Linked DNA regions of Neogale vison: region 2 is linked to region 1. Evidence: chromatin contacts called from public Hi-C data. All regions are on one chromosome and are shown on one strand. The core of a region is the stretch at or near the end of the contact, and the rest is flanking DNA. Distances in the headings are between cores, read along the strand shown.

Region 1 (5,244 bases), core at 1,856-4,355:
CTGGGAGCCCAGGGGCATCTGGCAGCAGAGTGGGAGGTACAGGGACCAGGCTGGGGGTCTCACCAGCTCTGGACGAGCTGCACCGAGGGTGTGCTCAGCACTCGGTCAGGAAGCAGGTTGATCTCTTTCATGATGTTGGCCAGGCGTACAGGCAGCTCCTGCCTGAGGAAGGTGAATGAGGTTTTCTCACAGGCATTGCTGGACCCTGAGGGAGAGAGAGAGAGAGGTGAGCCCACAGAGCTGCAAACCACGGGAGCCAGAGGTCATCTCAGGGGTCAGGTCGATTAAATCCTTCATTTCCTGAGGGTTCAGAGAAGTGACCAAGGGCACAGAGCAGAGCAGCTCTCTTGATCTCCTGCAGTGCGCCCACCACCACGCCACCCTGCCCAATCCTCTCCAAGCTTGTGTCCCCCCCCACCCCAAGCCTGCTTGCCTTCAACCACAGGGGACAGTGCCACTCCCAGGCCCATCTGGAGCCAGCTCTGGCCTCAGTTACCTCCCTTCTTCACTTTCTGCCTCTCCTAGCAGACACTCGCTTTGAGAGGTGGAAGGGGTAGAGAGGGGTGGATCCAGTGGGCAGAGGAGCTCGGGAAGACCATGCCTTCCCGGGTCTGGGCCTGGCTGAGGGCCACTGTGCCTGGTCCATGGCATCTGTGGGGCCCCAGCGTTCTTTTTGGCCCAGTCTGTCTTCACCCAGGCTGGTCTCGTTGACTATTGTAGAGCTGTCCCTGCATTAATGCCCACATGGGAGGCACACAGGGCCCAAGGATGGGAGCCCAAATGTCTTGGTCCTTGGTCTGGCTTCAAGATGAAGACGGGAGTGGTAGACCAAGGCCATGGCCTAGAGTCAGAAGAGCTAGATGCTAGTCTAAGTTCTGCTTCCAAGTCTGCCACCTAGGGCATGTGACTACCCTTCTCAAGATCTGTTTCCCCCACTGCACTACAAGTGGACCAAACTCTACTTTAAGCCCCACCCAGCCCATTTCTATAATTGGGGTCCAGTTTGGACTGGACAGCTACTGGTGGCTGACAACGGGCCCAGGGGGCTTTTCTACATAGGGGGAGCTCAAACAGGGCAGGGGGACAGGCAGACAAGTCCTGAAGAACAGGGGCCCTGTGTCCTGGTTGCCTCCTCCCCACCCTCTCCCCTCAGTGACGCAGCTGTAACTTGAGCCAGGCACTGTCTCTTCAACTCCGGAGAGACCTGGGCACCCCGTCCTAATCCCCAGCTGGCACCAGGGAAATGCCGCGTAGACAGACAGGGGACAGGGCCCACACAATGCCTGTTTCAGTGGCCACAATGGCACAGCCTTGCTTCTGCTCCAGAGGCAACCCCAGGGCATTGCTGGTGGGTGAGCTGGCCCAGGAACCTAGGGGCTGCCAAGGCTGCAAGCCTTCTGACTCCACTTCATGGTGCTCCAGGCCTCCACCGGGTTGGGGACAGGAAGCCAGGCCCAAACAGATTTGCTCTTCAAGTGTCCTTGCCTACTGGGCCAGCTGGGGTTTCTTCAGTGGGTCGGGGTGTGCTCATCAGCCACCTCCCTCCTGTTGACATTTTTCTTAAAGAGCTGGGTCCCCACCTGACCCCAGGATGCCCACCCCAGCCCAGGTCTCCTTCCAGCTGTCTGCACCTCCTAATCCCGCCTTGTTTGTTACTCCCACCAGCATCCCTGCCCCATTTCTTCTCCAACACTCTGAGTCACTAGGACAACCACCATTAACCCTTTCTGTCTGGATATACCCCACTCCCTTCCTGCCCTAACATCACCTCCTTGCTGCGCCTTACTGGGCAAGACCTTTCACAAAGCCCAGGGACATACTTAGACCCCTCCTTCTCAGTGCCCCCACTTCCCACTGACAGCCCAGTACAGAGCTTTTCCCCAGGATACCTTAACCCTTTCAGGGACAGTCCTTGCCCCTCCTCCCCCCACTGCCTTAACTCTTCCCTGCCTGTACCCCAGCAACCTTTCCCTGTCACGCAGGGCCTCTCTTCTCCGCGTTAATTTTCAAGGCCAGGGCCCCCTCCCTCACCGCCCCCCGAGCTCCGCGAGCCCCCACGGCCAGCCGCCCCCACCCCACCCACTCCGTACCAAAGTCCAGAAACTGCTTTATGGACAGCGGGGACGGGGAGAACTTGCTGAAGTGTTCGATGTACTTGGGCGCCCCTGCCAGCGACGCATTCTTCAGCAGAGCGCGGACCCAGCGCATGGTGGCGGCGGCGGCGGCAGCGGCGGCCGCAGCTTGGGCTCGGCTTCGGGTCCTACAGCGGGCAGCGCCAGCGCTCAGCTCGGCCCAGCTCGGCCCAGCCCGGCCCAGCCCGGCCCAGCGACTGGGACCTGCAGCCTCCTCCCCGCCCCCGGGCGGGCAGTCCTCCAAGCCCCGGCCAATCGGCTCGTCGAGGCGCTCCGACGTCGCCAATGGCCGCTCACAAACAACGCCGGCAGAGCCAATCGCCTCTCGCTTCGGCACGTGGCTTCCCCCTGGACCCGCCCCCTTAACCCCGTCCTTGCCCTGGGCGGCCTGTTGTTTTCGCGAGGCCGCGGCGAGAGCCCGCCTCCCGAGCATTGGCTCCGCCCTTTCCTCCTACGGGCCCAGTCCGGCTTAACCCCTGCCTCCCCAGAGTTTCGTCATTCCTCCTCCCTTTTACTTCTTTCTCTCCCGCGCCCTACCAGATCTCCTTCACTCGCCTTCCCTGAAATTGTCCCGATAGCTTCCCTCTCAAAGGGACCTGTTTCACTTGTCCTGACACCCACTTGCGCTCCTTGAGGGGGGCGATCTGGTGGGTTCCCAGTCCGGATGACAGTGACTCGGACTGGGAAAGTTTGCAAACTTCGGGATCAGGATGCAAGACCATGCTAATCCCTCATACAGACGTGCCCCCCCTCCCCCGCCACCTTCCACAAAGATCCGAGCGGCTCGGGAAAGGACGGCCGGAGTCAAAACCCTAAGGACTGACGGTGATAGAGGCAGGCCTTAACATCGGCGCTGTCAGTGCAGTTTTCAAAACACTTCGATTATTCGCTGCTCATTTGACCTGAGAAAGCGACAATCTTCGCATTACCTTAGAGAAAGGTCCTGGCAGGTGATCTGGGCGCCAGGATGCCCGCCCTTCCCCAGCAGCCCTGAACTCTCGGCGGAACAGAGCGCGCGCTCTTGTGGTGAAACGCGGTACGCCCTGACCCCCCTTCGAAACCCCTTCCGCCCCCCTCCCGTCTTGTCCCTTTGAAGTTTTCTCTCTTTCACTGTTCAGTCCCTGGGCACCACTGACCGAGTGCTCAATATGTGCTGGGCGTTGTCTTGGGGACAGGAAACACAGAAAGGATAAGGAGGTAGTCTTCTCCCCGGATCATTTCATTTCTTAGTTTGGGAGGTAACTGCATAAGTAAATAAGTAGTTACTGTGTAACAGAATGTGATTACAGTCAACACGGAGCAATGCGAGAGGCTTCCCAACGGAAGGGACTCTTAGCTGAATGAATAATAACCTATGTGCCAGGTACTGTCTGCATCATTATCTCCTTTAATTCTTCAGACGGCTCTCAGGTGCTATTATTATCCCCATCATATAGATGAGGAAACAGGCTCGGGGATCATTCTCAAAAGCAAATCTGAACTTGTTACTTCTCTTGCTCACAGACTTTCAGTGGCTCTCTGCTTCTTACTGGTGCCTTTCCAGCTCTTGCACGATCTGCTTTGGCTTAACTCTCCAGCCTCCTCCCCTCCACATTCCCCTGCTCAACTCCCAGTCATAGTTGTCTACTGCCTTGAACCCGCCTCCAGTCTCCAAGCCCTTGCAAATACTGTCTCTTCTATTGGGATCATTTGTTCTTCTTGCCACCTATCCATTCTACAAGTCTCCAGCCCTACGAGGCTGGGTTCTGGGCTACCTCTAAGGGCTCTTTAGACCTGCCCAACCTTAGCACCATTTGGCTCCTATCAGACTGAGTGGAAATCGTCTGCTGACTCATCTGTTTTCTCCACTAGACTTTTGAGTTCCAGGAGGGCAGGGCTGTGTCTGTATAATTAACTGCTCTATTTCCAGCACCTGGCATAGCACAAGGCACATTTAAAAAAGGAAAAAAAGAGTGAGGACCACCAGGCAGACATGCCACAGAGTCATCAGGGAGGACCACCAAACATCCTTCCAGCTAGCAATTAAATCACTCATGATGTTGGAGGGTGCCGTGTTCAGGTTGCAAATAGGTACTTTGATTAAAACAACAACAACAACAACCCGACCCTGTGCCTCGCCTATAAACGTAATAAATAATTAATCATTAACAGCTATTACTATTGTCAAAATTTAAGTAAGGAGGAGCGCCTGGGTAGCTCAGTCAGTTGAGTATCAGACTCTTGGTTTTGGGCTCAGGTCATGATCTCAAGATTATGAGACTGAACCCCGAGATAAACGTAATAAATAATTAATCATTAACAGCTATTACTATTGTCAAAATTTAAGTAAGGAGGAGCGCCTGGGTGGCTCAGTCAGTTGAGTATCAGACTCTTGGTTTTGGGCTCAGGTCATGATCTCAAGATCGTGAGACTGAACCCCGTGCCGGGCTTAGTAGGAAATCTGCTTGAGGAGTCTCTCCTTATCCCTCTGCCCCTCTCCCTGCTCTCTCTCAAATAAGTAAATAAATAAATAAAATTTACATTTTAAAATACATTTTTAAAAATGTAAGTAATGAGGAAAAGGCTGTGAACTCTGACACTAGGTATAGGAGAGGATATTGCCCACGATCCTCTTCTTAGTGCTGGACTTCTCTATTGTGGCCTCTGTGCTTGGAGCAAAATTCCTTCTGCAGAGATTGTCTCAGGGTGATAATGGGAGTGGATGGCTCGGTCAAGCTAAGTTAGATGATGCTGAGGTTAAGCTCCTTCCCATCCCACCATGCCCAAATTTCCTATTACATGTACAAGGCAGGTTGGTGGTGGGAGGGAGATTCTCAGGAACTCAGACTGATAGACATTTTATCTCAAGGCAGGCTTCTACAGCAGCTGAATCAGGAAAGCAGAACTGTGGGGACTCTCGTCCAACATTCAAGGGTCTCAGCTCAGTATTGAGCCGTGTCCCTCCTGCTCACAACTGATTGGCCAGAATTAGTCACATGATCTCATCCAACCAGGAGGGGAATAAGGAAGTGCTACCCAGACCTGTGTCCAGAGGGGGAGGATCACCTTAGGGGTCCTTTCAGTGACACAAAAGCCAAGACCCTCTTTGGGAAGAGTTTGGAGGTGCTACAGC
Region 2 (5,244 bases), core at 1,419-3,918, 55 kb after region 1:
TCGGCAGGGAGACTGCATCCCCCACTCTCTCTGCCTACTTGAGATATCTGTCTGACAAATAAATAAATAAAACCTTAAAAAAAAGAATTTGATATCTTTATAATGTGTAAATGATTTTCTTTTGAATTCCTTTCTCTAATTGTGCACTGATAGTACCTTGAAAGATATTTGATTTCTTATACTGAACTTGTATCCAGTGACTTTGCTAAATTCACGTATTTATTCCAATAGTTTGTATACTTTTTGTATTTTCTGTGTGTGCCATTATGTTATCTAAATATTGGTAGTTTTATTTTTTCCTTTACAATTCTCATAACTCCTTTCTCTTGACATGTTGCCCTGTCTGGGTCTTCTAAGTATCATACTGGACAGAAGTGGGGATAGGGAGATCCTTGTCTGGTTTCTGATCTCAGTAGAAAAGCTTCCAATATTTCGCCATTAAGCTTGATGCTAGCTGTGTGTGTTTGGAGATACTCTACATAGTAATACACTTTTGGACATTTTTCTGATAAAAGAATGGTCTAAGGGCTTGAGGTAGGGAACACTTCGTGGGAGGGGCGCCCCTGGGAGTAGCCTGCTCAGCACTCAAAAAACAAAAAGGAGTTGTCTCCAAAGGGAAGCACCTCCATGATGACTCCCTTTCAGGTCCTCCATCTAACCTTCAGTCTAGGTCCCCGGGTGTTCCCCTTTGGCTCTGGAACATGAGACGACCAGTCCACTCCCATCATTTCTCAGGTAATTAAAGCTCAGAGTACGGTGGTGACTAGTCTCAGATCCCACAGTAAGTTACTGGCAGACCCAGCATTAGAACTCAGGTTTGCTGGATTCCAGCCCCCCTTCAACCACCACTCTGGTCAGAAGTTGGGAGGTGGCCAGAATCGTGCCATATGTTCTAGGAATAGAAAAACTTTGTCCAAGTACTGGACCCATACCGACAGATGCTGTATAAAGAAGTTGGGCAGGCAGCAAGAGAGGGAGGGAGCCTGGGCTGGAGGTGGGAGGCCATGGAGGAGTTGGCTCTCACTTCTGGTCCTGTGCAGTTTGGAAAGAGGCTTCGTGGAAAGAGGCTGGTGTAGAATACCTGCACTCATGCGGTAGGATGAGCCCATGACCAGAGAGGGCAAGTCCCAGACTCAGGATGCACAGGGAAGTGGGGACGAGCTGGGGCTGGACCAAACCCTGAGTGCCTGATTGCCTAGAACAGGGACAAAGGCCCTGCAGAGAACCCTAGCTTGGTCCCCCCACATTCTACTGCAAATTCCTGGGATGACAGGGCTGAGAGAGGGAAGAGAAAATGGAGGGAGAGGAAGAACAGAACAGATCAGAAGAGGATGAGGAGATAGACACAGAAACCAAGGGGCTGGGAGGCACCTGAGCCCTGGGTGGGGAGAGAAACTGGCGTACCCCAAGACGTGGGATATTGGAGTCAATCTTCCCAGCAGCATTCTCCTCTTCTGGCCACCCGTCCTCCCCCCAGCCCACGAGGAATGTTCAGAATGTGATGAGCTGATAAGATTGGGACTCCCACTCCACCTGGCACAGGATACGGCGGCGGGGGGAGTGTGCTCTGCCACCCCCCCTTATCAGAGGGGACTTTCTTCTTGGGGATGAGATGGTGAAGTTTTCAATGGACATAATCCTCATGGAGGCACTTGGTAGAAGGTCTGAGGAAGGGGCGTCTCTCAGGCAGGGCCAACGGGCTGGATGCCAGAGCCTTGGGCATGGCCAGATGCTTTTCAGCTGAGCTGCACAGTGAGTCAGAAGGCACGGGGACTGGGCTGAAGGAGGGGGTTCCCAGTTGCCAGGGAAGTTGGGGCAGGACAAGAGGGGAGAAGGAAATAAGGCACAACAGTGGCTGGCGCTCTTCCAGAGGACTGGGCTCCCTGGCTGATGGCCGAGGAAGCCATCTGGGGACCCTGTCCAAAAAGTGATCCTGGTAGGTGCTACCCCATCCCTGCTGGGTCTGGAGTCCCAGTGCATAAGGAGCAGCCTGGGGCTCCTGAGGTCCTCAAGGAAGCAGGTGCATGGGGGCCTCTGATTCAATTTAGGGCAGTTACTCTCAGGTGTGTTCTTAGCCTCCAAGCTCACCCTTGACCACCCCGGCTTTCTGTGGACTGTGGGGCCTCCCTCTGGCAGAAGGGGTACAGTGATCTCAAAACACCCAGGCCGTGGGCCTGCTCCAGTGCCCACTTCCTGCTCTCTGCATGGACACTTAGGAGAAAAGCTGCCAGAACGGAGCAAAGGGAAGGGAGGTACAGGGGAGGGGAGGAACTGGTGGTTTGAGGTTGGGCCTGGTTGGAAGAGGAACAGAGATGGAGAAAACCTCAGCCCCAGGGACCAGTGTGTGGCTGCACCTGAGACCCGTTGTGGGAGACCTGAGATCGGGGTGGGAGGCAATCCAAACCTCGCTCAGGGCCTGTTGCCCGTTGGCTCTTGCTGAATGAGAATGGAGGGCAACGGGCACGATTCCACGAGGCTTCAGTGGGAACAGACCCAGGCAGCAGGCCTGCCCCACAGACATCTAACCCCAGCTACGGACAAGTAGCTGGGCATTTGACCTGCCGCTGGATAGGGAGGCATTAGGCAGATGCCTTGAACACAATCTTAGTCTTGGCCACTTGCTTCCTCCCCACACTTAGCACAATGCCTTCTGGCACTTAGGAGGAGTCCAAAGTGCTTGGGGAATACAAATCATGAATGAATAAATGATGGATAAATAAATTTATCAACCAACTTGAGTTCCCAGCAGCCAGAGTCCTCAGCATTTAGAGATGGACAGGCCTGCCACCTGGTGGCGACTGTGCTAACTGCAGGCCGAGGTCAGGGCCCAGCGCCCCCGTTCAATGGCAGAAGCCTGGATTGTAACACTTTCCTTGCACTTCTCCAGGCCTCACCACCTTGGTTTTCAGCTATAATCGGGCAGTTTTCTCGTGTTTTTAAAACCTCCAGGCTGCCTGGGTGGCTCAGTCGGCTCAGGTCACGATCTTGGGGTCCTGGAATGGAACCCCACTCAGGCTCCCAGCTCAGCAAGGAGCTTACTTCTCCCTCTCCCTCTGCACCACGCCCCCCCACTCTCTCCCTCAAATAAATAAATAAAATCTTCCCAAAAAATAACTAAATAAATAAAGCTTCCAAGGAAAGAAATTCCTCCCTGACCTTTGTTCCTTAGAAAATTCTACTTATGGCTGACCTTCATGTTTTCCTCTTTTCCCTTTTGTCCTCAAGGCAGAGAAAGAATCAGAGGGCTTCCCCACCCCTCACCCAGACTGGAAGGCCAGCCTGAGGCAGGGTGGCCCATCTGATTTTGTAAATACAGTGTTATATTTGCGTATCCTCTTGTTTGTAATGGAGAACACACTGCCTACAGAAGCTGAAATACTTTCTACCTGGCCCTTTCCAAGTCTGCCAACCTCTGTGGGAGCCGCCCTGCTGATTCACTCATGGAGCAATTGCTAAGCACCTACTACGTGCCAGTCCCGGGATAAACTCTGGCTGGAGTCACCGAGATAAGGGACACGGCGGCTGCTCCCTGGACACTCACAGTCTACAAGGAGAAACCGGCCAGCAAAGAGACCACCTGCCTAAGCAGAGGCTTTACCACAGGCTGTCGAATGGCTGTCAAGTCCCACAGTGGCCACACAGTCAAATGCACCACTGAAAGGAGGACTGAATGAATAAGGGGGTGGAAAGCACGGAAGAGCAACGTACAGGGCTCTCGGCTGAGGGCTGAGGCCACATAGAGGGCTTCTCCTTGGACTGATCTCCCAGGACAAGAAGGAGTGAGCCACCTGGAGAAGTGAGCCACCTGGTGAAGGTGACAGGTGCTGAGCACCGAGGGACAGGCTGGGGGAGGTCTGGAGCAGAAGCCTTACTGTACCATCAGGGAGGCGTCCTGAGCTTGGGCAGTGGGATGAAGAGAGACAGGACATTGAGAGATATCTGGGAAGCAGGATCAAAAACATGTAAGGGAGGGAGTCCTGGGTGGCTCAGTCAGTTAAGCTGCCTTTGGCTCAGGTCACGATCCTGGGCTAATGGGATCGAGTCCCGTATCCGTCTCCTTGCTCAGCAGGGAGCCTGCTTCTCCCTCTGCCTGCTGCTTCCCCCGCTTGTGCTCTCTCTCTCTCTGACAAATAAACAAATAAAATCTTTAAACAAAAACAACAAACAGACACGTGGGGGTAGACTGATGGTGGCAGGTGAGAGCAGAGTAAATTGAGTGACCGACCGATGGTCCCCGAGAAAGGGAGCAGTGGAGGAGGAGAATGCTTAGTGTTTAGGGATAAAGATGGGAGGTTCCATTTCCAAAAGAGTTTGAGCTGTCTGTGAGATGTCCAACTCAGACCATCCGGAAAGCAGCAGGAGACCCAGCCCTGCACCCAGGGGGACCTGTGCTGGAACTGTCGTCGAAAGCCATAGGAGCGGAAGAGATCGTGCCAGGCACAAGTGAGCCGAGGGCTGAGAACCGAGCCAAGAACGGGATCCCGGGGCATCCGTGACGTGCCCGGCTGGGTGCAAGGTATAGGGGACAGAGCGGGATCAGGGGAGGCTCCTGTCCTTGAGAAACTCACTGTCCAAACAGTAAGAGAGACACAGTGACAGATCATCTCAATATAATATAGTAAGTGATAAAAAGGATGCATGTTTGTTTGGCTTCAGGGAGCTGGCCCAAAGCGATTTAGGAGAAAGCACTTTGGCTGGCCACCAACAGGGTAATGGATAGCTAAAGATGCTTTTGCCTGCACGGCATCTCTCCCCTCTTCTGGGAAGAGTCCCGGGTTTCCCTTTGCCACTTCTCTATCCCCTAGCTGTCTTTGAGGGAGCTGGCTTCCTACAGGCTCCCTCCCACTCTGGGAAGAGCTGATAACCCAGGCTCCTTTGGACACAGTAAGGGGGTCAGGGACAGGCGTGTGAACTCAGGGCACCCACTGAGACCCAATCCCAAGACTGTGTCTGGAGAAGCGCTTTCCTGGCTAGGATTTTTAGGTGAAGAAGCCTGGGCGGGGGGAACCCCATAGAAAGCAGATGGAGAGAGAGATGAGTAGACCTCATTTGAATTCTGTGAAGCTCCGGGCTTCCAGAAGGCAGTGAGGGCCCTCAACCACAGTGACTAGCTTTTTAGAGGGCCAATCTTTCTAGAAAAATGCAGCCATACCAGAAAAAAAAAGAAAACTTGATAATATTTTATCTAAGCATGTTTTATGTCTTTAACATAAAAGTATGGAGTTATTTGAAATTATGTTTTAT

What was found. Hi-C and Micro-C count contacts between places; a contact is called where the count stands out from the background.
Region 2: a Hi-C map of fibroblasts shows a contact between it and region 1, with 8 times the contacts expected there. The contact joins the enhancer-like site here to the promoter of PDK2 in region 1. A contact is called at or near these places in 2 of 3 Hi-C or Micro-C datasets (fibroblasts and muscle).

What each region holds. Positions count from the first base shown.
Region 1 is chr5:45,703,268-45,708,511 of ASM_NN_V1, forward strand. It overlaps PDK2 (pyruvate dehydrogenase kinase, isozyme 2), which reads right to left and starts at 3,106. Exons shown (of 11, transcript XM_044248727.1): 1 at 3,062-3,106; 2 at 64-205. The coding sequence starts at 131.
Region 2 is chr5:45,758,398-45,763,641 of ASM_NN_V1, forward strand. No RefSeq gene overlaps it. Among named protein-coding and RNA genes, the nearest start is that of DLX3, 13 kb to the right of the region's middle. Within about 2 kb of position 2,669, the one cell type or tissue checked has open chromatin away from gene starts, as enhancers often do. A contact at or near this core is called in fibroblasts, where this site is marked.